3 separate regions of the Oryctolagus cuniculus genome follow, and all the other regions are linked to region 1. The links are chromatin contacts, called in public Hi-C and Micro-C maps. All regions are on one chromosome and are shown on one strand. Each heading gives the region's core, a stretch centred on a gene start, on an enhancer-like site or on the middle of the called end of the contact. The rest is flanking DNA. Distances are from core to core; before and after follow the strand shown. Region 1 holds the start of DESI2 (desumoylating isopeptidase 2). Region 2 holds the start of HNRNPU (heterogeneous nuclear ribonucleoprotein U). Region 3 holds the start of EFCAB2 (EF-hand calcium binding domain 2).

What was found. Hi-C and Micro-C count contacts between places; a contact is called where the count stands out from the background.
Region 2: a contact with region 1 is called in a Micro-C map of ear pinna, with 6 times the contacts expected there. The contact joins the promoter of HNRNPU here to the promoter of DESI2 in region 1. A contact is called at or near these places in 2 of 6 Hi-C or Micro-C datasets (ear pinna and psoas muscle).
Region 3: a contact with region 1 is called in a Hi-C map of psoas muscle, with 3 times the contacts expected there. The contact joins the promoter of EFCAB2 here to the promoter of DESI2 in region 1. A contact is called at or near these places in 2 of 6 Hi-C or Micro-C datasets (psoas muscle and an unstated tissue).

What each region holds. Positions count from the first base shown.
Region 1 is chr13:64,599,358-64,602,958 of mOryCun1.1, reverse strand. DESI2 (desumoylating isopeptidase 2) reads right to left here and starts at 2,088. Exons shown (of 5, transcript XM_051821504.2): 1 at 1,992-2,088. The coding sequence starts at 2,018. CATSPERE (catsper channel auxiliary subunit epsilon) reads right to left here. Exons shown (of 22, transcript XM_070055618.1): 22 at 2,222-3,601.
Region 2 is chr13:64,897,061-64,900,776 of mOryCun1.1, reverse strand. HNRNPU (heterogeneous nuclear ribonucleoprotein U) reads left to right here and starts at 2,242. Exons shown (of 14, transcript XM_017347701.3): 1 at 2,242-3,139. The coding sequence starts at 2,506.
Region 3 is chr13:64,976,340-64,979,742 of mOryCun1.1, reverse strand. It overlaps EFCAB2 (EF-hand calcium binding domain 2), which reads right to left and starts at 1,717. Exons shown (of 7, transcript XM_008268166.4): 1 at 700-1,717. The coding sequence starts at 718.

The DNA of each region.
Region 1 (3,601 bases), core at 839-3,338:
ACTTCCGACCTGCAGTACTTCCTCCTCTTCATCTGATAAGCCAACAGAAATTCCGACGAGGGATTTTTCATCTGCCCATCCACTGAAGGAATTTTAAATGCTGTAGGCAGAGGTAATCCTTTACAAAACAAAAAATTAATCTGCCTAAAGCAAGCCAAGTCAACCCAAGTATGTAGCCACCTGCAGTGAAGATTCTCCACCGGGCGCCTTTCCGGGCTATTGAAGTACATCAGTCAGGCAAACCGGCCCGGGTGCTTGCAGCACTCCAAAGTTAGGTGACACAACAAACAAGTTCTTCCCTCTCCCTCTGCCGTGGTCGCGTCATCCACCTGTTGCACTATCTGGAAAGTGGGCGCCAGGATCTAGGGAAGGAGCACCCCCATGATCTCTAAATTATTCAGCTGTGCTATTTTCTTAATAAATTGTAGCCTCATCCATTTTAACGACGCTGCCTTGGAGGCCAGGGCGCAGTGACTCCAGGTCACCTTCGAAAAGAGAGTCTAGCTTGGGAATCGACAGCTGTGACTTTCTGGACTTGGGAGTTTCTGAAGACTTGAGCATGCAGAGAGATGTACGGTGTGGCAGGGGCAGAGGAGCCGGGAGCGGGGCACAGGGGCAGCTCCGGGGGCCGGGTGGCGGCGGGGAGGTGGGCACCGCGACGGAAGCTCTTAGAGAAAGGACGCCGCTATCGGCCAAGGGGTCGGGCCCAGGGCCAGGGTCCGGGCCGAGCAGAGGACACGGGAAAGGTCCAAGCCGACCCAAAGCCCTCGCACTGACTGGGCAGCACCAACGGAGCACCGAAGGGTGCGAGGATTACAATCTAATGCTCGTCCCCCGCCCCCACCTCGAGAGAACTAAGCTGGAGGCGGAGACGCGAGCCTGGCAGCGCAGGGGGCCGGGGGTCGGGGCCGAGCCCGCCCGGAGAGAGGCCGCCGGCCTGGGCCAGGACGCGGGGCCGTACTCACCATGTCGTACACGTTGAGCACCACTAACTGGTTAGCCCCCATCCTCCTCCTTGCCGCCGCCGCCTCGTCCTCGAGCTGCTCCGTCTCCGCGGGGCCGGAGGCCGCTCCCACCCCCGCCGGCGCTTCAGGGGGCCTGAGCCGGGCGCTAAGCGTACAGCCCGGCCCGCCGCAGCCGGAGCGGAAGCATCGGGCAGCCGGGCCGCTCCGAGGCGCTGCCGACAGGAGCTACTGCGGGGCCGGGCCGGACCGGTGGCGGGCCCGCTCGGGCTCAGGCGCCTCCCCTAGGCGGCAGACACGTGGGGAAGGGCGGGGCCTGAGCGAGGGGCGGGCGCCGGGCGCCCCGTGGGCGGGGCCGGCCCGGCGCCAGGGCTGAGCCCGCTTGCGCTGTGGTACTTGGCTGCCGCTCCTCAGGACCTAAAATGGCGGCAGCCTCGGCATCTCTTCGCCCTGGAGGAGCGGGGCCCCAGAGAGACTGCAGTTCCCAGCATGCAGCGAGGATCCCAACCCTCCCCACCCCCACCCCCACTCCGTCTCGCTACTGGAAGGGCAGAGGCTGTCTCAACTGCCTTCGACTACAACTCCCAGCATGCTGCTGGGGTTCCGACCCTACCAGACTAGTTCTCCCAGGGAGACTACAGATCCCAGCATGCAGCGCTTTGCACCTGCGGGCGGATCCTTTGCTGCCTGTCCTTGACAGGAGGTGAAGTCCTCTACCTTCAACCTATCGCCGCTAGTGCTGGTGCTGGTGCTGGTGCTACTGGTTATATCTTGTTGAGCCCAATGAAGTCAAATGTAGCAAAGACCACAGTGATGAATCCGTTTTCCAGATCGCTCTCTTTTTTAGCAAGAGGAGGTGTGGGGGAATAAAGGAAGCGTTACTGGTATGAATGAGATGTCATGTGCATCCAGTTAATCTTCAACATAGAACTTGCATTTTATGAAACTATCCTGCTGAGATGGAAAAAGTACAGCACAACCCAGGGGTATAGAGGCGCTTCTGTGTTCAACAAATACTTACGTTCTTACCACATGCCAGGCGGTGTTGTAGACCATGGTGTGGAGGATCTGGGGCACAAGAAGGGGAGGATCTGGGGCACAAGAGGGGTTGACCTTTATTAGGAAGAATGGGCTAGAAGACTGGGTGCAAGATGTGGGTGCATTGTGATGGCATAGAAAGCAAGGAAGATAAGGACCCGCGTTATGGCTCAGCAGGTTAAGTTACTGCCTGCGACGCTGGCATCCCACCCGAGTGCCAAGTTGGAGTTCGCAGGGAAAGCAGGGGAAGATGGTCCAAGTCCTTGGGCCCCTGCTACCCACATGGGAGACCAGAATGGAGTTCCAGACCTGACCCATACGGCCATTTTGGGAGTAAACCAGCTGATGAACGATTTCTCTCTATCTCTTCCTCGCTGTGTAACTCTGCTTTTCAATTTTTTTTTTTTTTTAAGGGCAAGGTAGATAGCAATAGGTCAGAACTGAGATGAGGAAGGTGAGCATCCTTTTCTGATTTTTATCTTCTCAATGAATTGCAAAGCAAGATGAGAAGTGAGGAAAAGGGGTGTAGCAAGTTTGAATAAAGATGTAAAATAGAGAAAATAAGTATACTAAGGAAATATGGTTTGATTGCCAGGCAGTATTGAGGGGCAGCAAATTCTTTGTACCCCCGGTTGTAATTTGATTGTTCAGGTTACAAAGTTCTAAAATTTGTTTCTAAAATTTGTTTCCTGCTGTGGCATCCCTCCCCACCTAACCCAATGAACATACCACTTAATCCCATTTTTTTTTTTAAGATTTATTTATTTGAAAGAGTTACAGAGGTAGACTTCCCAGATAACCATAATGGCTGGGACTGGGTCAGGCCAAAGCCAGGAGCCAGGAGCTTCTTCTGGGTCTCCCATGTGGGTGGTAGGGGCCCAAGGACTTGGGCCATCTTTATGCAGGGGGCTGGATTGGGAGTGGAACGGCTGGAACACGAGCCAGCCCCATCTAGGATTCCGGCGTTTACCTGCTACACACACTGGCCCCTACTTAATCCCTTCTTCTAAATCCCTTTCTCCCAGGAATTGTGAGGACAAGCACTGAATACTTAAAATTCATTTAGTCCTGGCTGCTCTACTTTATATGAACAGCCAGTTCACTTCCCCTCTTACTCTGCACCCTCCCTTTGCTCTTTGTGATCTCATCCACTCTCAGGGCTGTAACTGTCACCTGCTACCTTCACAGATGCCTGTCCCTAGCTTCAACCTCTGCTCCCTCCTGAGTGCTGTAGAACCTGCAGCCTATCTGACTTCCCGTCCAGGATGTACTCATCACTGCAACAAATCACTGCAAGCTTATGGTCTAAAATCACTAATTTATTATCGTACAATTCTAGATATCAGAAGTCTAAGTATGGACTCCATGGGCTAAAATCAAGATCTGGGTCCCATTGGGAGGCTCTGGGGAAGAATGTGCTCTGTTGCCTTTTCCGGCTTCTGGAGGCTACTCTTGTTCTTTGGTTCATGGCCATACCACTGCAACCTCTATTCGTGTCATCATATCCTTTTTGACATTCTTTTTCTCACACAGAAAGATCTGTGCAATAAGATTGGGCCCACCCGGATAATCCTGAATAATCTCCCCATCTGAAGATCCTT
Region 2 (3,716 bases), core at 993-3,492, 300 kb before region 1:
TGATATGGGGCGCAGTCATCCCAAGTGGCATCTTAACTGCTGTGCCACGTCTGCCCCAACCAAGTGATGAAATATGGACCGAGAGACTTCCGCTGTTTGTAAAAAGGACAGATGGTGAGATGATGGTTTTCTGGGCATTTAGAGCAACCGTTTTTCTTTCAAATTTTGTCTAAAGGAGCACTGGGATGAGAGTGAGGGTCTCATTTCCTTTTTTTAAAGGATTGATTTATTTATTCGAAAGAGAGAAAGAGAGGGAGAGAGATCTTCATCTGCTGGTTCAGTCCCCTAAGTGGCTGCAACAACCAGGGCTGGGCCAGGCCAAATTCAAGAGTCAGGAGCCCCATCTGGGTCTTCCATGTGGGTGCAGAGGCACAAGTACTTGGGCCATCTTTCTGCTTTCCCAGGCGGGTAACAAGGAGCTGGATCAGAAGGGGAACAGTGGGACTTGAATCAGAACCCCAGTGGGATGCCACTGTTGCAGAAGGTGACTTAGCTATGCCACAGCTCTAAAACGAGCAGGCTGGGGGTGATCTGACCCATCCAACTCTCAACCCTCTGCAAAGCTCTGGGAGATGAAGTCATGGAAACTTCTCATGTGTACCAGAAGTAGTAATTCATTTATTAATATAAATGGTTTAATAATCATCTAAGAACAATGTAAAACTCTATTATGCTTATATAAGCTTGGTTTTCATAGTTTTTTCTGTGTTAAATGGAAATTGTTTCCTTCTGACTAAAATTTAAAAACATAAATTAAATCTGAGGACACATACACATTAGAGGACCATCGACATAATTGCACTTAACTCTGATTCATTAATTACCCAGTTGGAGAACATCGAAGCCCCCTGCAGCTCTCTTCCCAATTCTGAATGAGAGCAAGGAAGAGTTCAAATTCGTCTGTGGCTTGTTGGCAAGCTTCAGCAACATAGCCAAAGGCCAAGTGAATTTCTGACACTATTTGGACGCTTCTACTTCCGGGCTGTCCTAGTCCCCTCTGTTAATTTGAGGATTACCAGTACTGCACACTATTAATCTCAACTCAAATAATCTCACGGATGTCAGTATTTCACCTTATGCCTGAATACAGGGTAAGACACATTTCTTAAAAACTGTTGAAAAGCAGCTTTTAAAAACGAACATTTGTGGATCAGTTACATCACCTCAGCCTACGGGACAAGATTTGCATTTCTGTACTTCCACATTTCAAATCAATAGCACAGCAGTCTTTTTGTGCAGCAGGTCTCTTTCCTCATTCCCACGGGGATCGCTGGCCTGGCACTGTGGGGACGCTGGGGGATTAGGATGCTACCCCGGATTGCCACTCTCAAACTTCAACCACGATCCAATCACGGATTTCTTTTTGAGAGCGAGGTCTCTCATGGCCCGTCTGCCAGACTGTCGCCCTGTTCCATCTCAGGAGCCTTTGGTTTGGGCACCATTGGGTCCCCGCGGGGACAGGGAGAAAATCCACGGGTGGCAGGTCCTAGCTGCGCTTCGCCCTCCTCACCGCACGCCCGGGCCTGAATGACAAACATCAGGCCCCACAGAGGCCTCTGCAAGGCCACTGACGCCATGCGTGTGGCTGCCGCGAAGAGCGCGCTTTGCGGATGCAGACCGGAGGAGGGGAGAAGCCGCTTTCCCAGGCCCCGCACCGGGGGCTGCCGAAGACACAAAAGAAAGGCTTCCCGAATTTAAAAGGCCATTCGCCAGGCCGGCTTAGAAAAATGAAAGGAGATACGAGGCCGGAGGTGGGGGGGGAGAGGGGGGGAAGAAGGGACGAACCAACTCTCCGTGTGCTGACTGCCAGGCTGGGTTAGACAAGCCAGAGCGGAAATAAAATCCCGAGGCGTTTTAAAACGGTATAGCAGGAGGGGCACCCAGGACGGCAATACTAAGATGGAAGAAAAGGTGGAGGGGTTCGAGCTGAAAACGCCAAGCTGAGCTCTGCTAGCATTTCAAGCCGAGCAGCCGCCCAGGCTGGGAGGCCAAGAGCAGAACGAGCTCCCTCGGCAGAAACCCAGTGGACTTTGCAGCGGGCCGGTTAAACCGAAAGGCGGTTTCCTTCTCCTCCATTTGCTCGGCACCCAATAGGAAGCGCACTGCGCGGCCTGTGCCGCGCTCCCGACCCGGGCCTCGGCGTGGGGGCGGGGAGGCAGGGACGGTGCTGGGCGGGGCCGAGCGCGAGCGCGCTCCCGCCTTCCTGCTGCGCGGCGCGCCCGTCAGCGCGGGGGGCGGGGCGGCTATATTACGTGCGCGGCGCCGCCCCTGCGAGAGGACGTTGCGTGCTCGCTCGCGCCAGGCGAGTCTCCGCGTCTCCCTCGCGAACTCGGTGAAAGGAATTGGCGCCGTTCGACACCAGGCGGGTCCTCTCTGCAGCACGAACCCACCTCCAGCCGCAGCCGCCGCCCGGACCGAGGAGCAGCCGCAGCAGCCGCTACCAGTGGCCGAGTGAGCGGAGCCCAGTCCGAGCCAAGCTCCCTGCCGCGAATCGGGGCCCTCATCATGAGTTCCTCGCCTGTTAATGTAAAAAAGCTGAAGGTGTCTGAGCTGAAAGAGGAGCTCAAGAAGCGGCGCCTCTCCGACAAGGGCCTCAAGGCCGAGCTCATGGAGCGACTCCAGGCTGCGCTGGACGACGAGGAGGCCGGGGGCCGCCCCGCCATGGAGCCCGGGAACGGCAGCCTAGACCTGGGCGGGGATTCCGCCGGGCGCTCGGGAGCAGGCCTCGAGCAGGAGGCCGCGGCCGGCGGCGACGACGACGAGGAGGAGGAGGAAGAGGAGGAGGAAGGGATCGCCGCCCTGGATGGCGACCAGATGGAGCTAGGAGAGGAGAACGGGGCCGCGGGGGCGGCCGAGTCGGGCCCGATGGAGGAGGAGGAGGCCGCCTCGGAAGACGAGAACGGCGATGATCAGGGCTTCCAGGAAGGGGAGGACGAGCTCGGCGACGAGGAGGAGGGCGCGGGCGACGAGAACGGGCACGGGGAGCAGCAGCCTCAACCGCCGGCGGCGCCGCAGCAACAGCCTCCGCAGCAGCGCGGGGCGGCCAAGGAGGCCGCGGGGAAGAGCAGCGGCCCCACCTCGCTGTTCGCGGTGACGGTGGCGCCGCCCGGGGCGAGGCAGGGCCAGCAGCAGGCGGGAGGTAAGAAGAAGGCGGAAGGCGGCGGAGGAGGCGGTCGCCCCGGGGCTCCGGCGGCGGGTGAGTGCTGCGTTGTACGTTGCGCGCGGCGGGAGGCCCGCGTGGGGTGGGGACCGGGCCCCCGGCCTGCCGGAGCCCCCCGCTGGTGGCTGGGTGGGCGGCGGTGGGGGGAGGGAGGGGTGCGGGGAATCCCAGATTAGCCGAGAGGCCTGGGGCTCGGGGTGTGTGTGTGCGTGTGCGTGTGTGACGGCGGTGGCAGCGCCTCCATTATGTGGCTCGGGAGCCGGGGCGGGGGTGGGGGCGGGGGAGCTGCAGCTGCCGCGGGAGGGGGGGAGGAGCCCCGTCGGCCCGCGGTGGCGCCGCCGCGCTGTGTGTGCGCGCGGTGCGGGCACATGGCTCAGGGCGGGGGGAGGGGAGAGGCCCGAGGTCCCGGGGCGGGCGCGCTTTGGCGGCTCCTCGCCGCGGTATTGTGCAAGGAGCGCAGGGGCTCGGCGTGACGTCACTTCCGGCGGGAGGAGCCGGCGCGCCGAGCGGGGCGGAAGATCCGTACAATGCGGCCGCGGGCTGCGCGGGCCCGGGT
Region 3 (3,403 bases), core at 468-2,967, 380 kb before region 1:
CACCGCGGCGCAAGCGCGGCCCCGCCCGCTCTCGCTTTTTCCCTCTTTATGAACAGCTGCGTGGGCCGTTACTGTTTCTGTGTTTTTAAGATGCCGGACGAGGTGCAGCCCCGAGTCCCACCACCAGAGAGGCGCGGCAGGAGCGGCTGTGACCCCGAGGCCGTCCTCTCGCGTCCTCACCGAGGCGGCAAGATGGTGGCCGCAAACGCCATCCAGCCGGGGCCGGGGCGGGGCTTCAGCGCGGGCTGAGCGGACTCCGCCAGATTTGGGCGGCCAGAACCCGTCCCCGGCCAGGCCGGCCCCCCGGTGCCCACAGCCGGGACAGCTGCTGGTGTGGCGCCTGCGGCAGCGAGACCCCGACCAGGGTGTGGAGGCGGCGGCGGCGACCGTGAACAACGACGCCATTATCAGCGTCCGCGGGCCGGCGCCTCCTCCGCAGCCCGCGCTGCAGCAGGCCGGGCCTCCGCGGGCGGGGGAGGAGGACGCCGCTGGCGGGGGCGGGGGAGGGGAGGGGAGGGGCGGGGCCCGGCGGCGGCCCGGGCGGGCTGCGGGGCCGGGGGCGGGAGGGCACCCTCCGGAGGCCACCCTTTTCCCGCGGCAGGGACAAGATGGAGGGTGGCCCGCCCCTCCCCGGCCGGGACAGCCCCGGGTCGCAGCGGGCGACGAGGGCAGCCCTCCCCTCGGCGCGCCTACCTGTACCTTCTCTATCATCCGCCATCTTGTAGCCGCGCCGGTCGCCGGGGAGAAGCCCACCGTTAACGGTTAACGTCGGTCCCGGCGTCCTTGCCCCCTGCGGGTCCCCTCCCCCGCGCACCCCCGCGCACCCTGGAGGCGGGGTGGCTCGGAATCGTGGGGAAGGAAGACCCCGGGCGGCGGTAGAGGGAACACTGGGAGCTGGCGCGCTTCCCGCCACGACCCTCGGGCGCGCGCGCCGCCGGCGGGTCGGCCGTTGGACCCGGTGTCGCCCTCCAGCCCGGGGGCCCGAGCCCGGGGACTTTGGGTCTAGGGGAGTTTATTTCACAAGGTTCCGGGCCCCTCCTTTCTCACCCCTTGGGGGCCGCGCGCGCACAGAGTGCTCGCCCCCTCCCCTCGTGTTTGCAAGACGTGGCGTTGCTTTTTTTTTTTTTTTCTTTTCCCCAAACTGCCGATTTGGAAACGCAGCCAGAGCTGCTGGGTGAAGAGCTCAGCTCCTGGGGGGGTAAGGGGGGCAGACCCGAGCCGCCCTCCAGCCTCCTCCCTCCCCATTCACAGCCGCGCTGGTCCCCCGGTCCGCGCCGCCCTGTCCCGGAGCGAGCGAGCCAGCGAGCGCCCCGCCGCCTGTGAGAACTGGGGCTGCAACGGAAAAACTGGGCCGGGCGCAAGAGGAAACCAGAGCCATTCGACTATTATTACTGCGGGAGAGGAGTCGCTGTAGAAAAACATGTGCAAAATACGCGCAAACATTGCGTCGTCAAGGCTGCGATGCCTGATACAAAATAGAAGGTTCTCCTAGCAACAAAAATGGGGCTGGGTTGTGCTCGGTGTTGCATACGTTTAAATGTGTTTTTTTCTGGTGAAATCTGGCTTGACCTGCGTTGTTATCATAGGAGTTTTCAAAAGTGCTTTCCTGAAACTCGGCAGCTGTGACAGTGTCATGGCAGTTTTTTTCTTTTTAGGCTATGTTCACTAGGATATTTTCTTCTGAAAAAGAGCTTTCAATAAAATCCTGATGATGTGTTTCAAACGAGTCATTTATTCAAACTATTTCAATGTGTATGTATTTCAGTGTGTATGTGTATGTGCTAAACAATTTGTAACATAAAACTGATTTATAAACCGGTAACCATAACTTTTTAAGAGGCCTTCGAAATACAACATATTTAATGATTTTATTAACAGTTTTTAGTGCTCCTTTTATTCTGGTTCTGTAATCTGAGTAAGCCCTAAAGCAAACTGACTGTATTCTTCATTATAAAAATACACATTTGGGGGGATGGTGTTGTGACACAGCGCATAAAGCCACCACCTGTCTCATAGGGGCTCTGGTTCAAGTCCCAGCTGCTCCAATTCCAATCCAGCTCCCTGCAAATCAACCTGGGAAAGCAGCAGTTGGCCCAGGTGTTTGGGCTCCTGCCATTTAATGAGGGAGGCTGGGTTGAAGCACCTGGCTCCTGGCTTTGGCCTGGCCTAGCCCCAGCCATTGCAGCCATCTAGGGAGTGAATCAGCATGTCTCCCTCTAAGTAACTTTCATATAAATAAATCCTTTAAAAAATGCATTTTCCTATTGAAGATATCATTTGGTGCTGTGATCAGCATTCTGTGTGAATTTGAATATAAACAATTGAATCATCACAAAATAGCTTGTATTGGAAGATAAATGCTTACATAAAATGATTCCAATTGTATATAGTATGTTCTTAATACCCAGAAATACTCATTAACATTCATTTATATTTAAATCCTACACTCATTGTGTGCTAATTATTTATTTTTAAAGGCTCTCCATATAAATAAGGAAGGGTTTGAAGAAAGTAGGAAACTCCAAATCTGCTCTCGGGCTCACTTGTCACTGCTCTGGCTTTGCTTAGCTGTTGGCAGGCTTTTTTCTTTCTGGAATGCCTGTCCCCAGCTCTCCGTGCACCAGCAGGCACTCTCCCACAAACTGCTGTCCCCTGCTGCTTGTCCTGCTGATGACCTTCAAGGTCACCTACTCCTTCAAGTTTGCCCTCTCAACCCCTTCCTCAGGGAGCTTCTCACGCTGATTTGCTATGGCTTTCCTCCCTCCAGAGGAGGGAACTGCTTCACTCAGCCATATGTCCCTGGTGCCTGGAACAACTCCTCAGTTTTTTTATCTCAAATAATACATAGATCAACAATTAAGAATTAGTCTTCACGGGGACTTGTTGAGAAGATCCACATCTACAACATTCATTGCAAGTAAGGCAGTTTGTCCATTTGCATTGTATTTTTTTGTGTGTAAGTATTGGCAGTACAGGTTAATAAGAATGAAACCCTGAGCCGGCGCCGTGGCTCACTAGGCTAATCCTCCACCTTGCGGCGCCAGCACACCCGGTTCTAGTCCCGGTCGGGGCGCCGGATTCTGTCCCGGTTGCCCCTCTTGCAGGCCAGCTCTCTGCTGTGGCCAGGGAGTGCAGTGGAGGATGGCACAAGTGCTTGGGCCCTGTACCCCATGGGAGACCAGGAGAAGCACCTGGCTCCTGGCTCCTGCCATTGGATCAGTGCGGTGCGCCGGCCGCGGTGCGCCAGCCGCCGCGGCCATTGGAGGGTGAACCAACGGCAAAGGAAGACCTTTCTCTCTCTCTCTCTCTCTCTCTCTCTCTCACTGTCCACTCTGCCTGTCAAAAAAAAAAAAAAATGAATGAAACTCTTATACTCTTATATAAAAATTTAAAAGCTCAATTT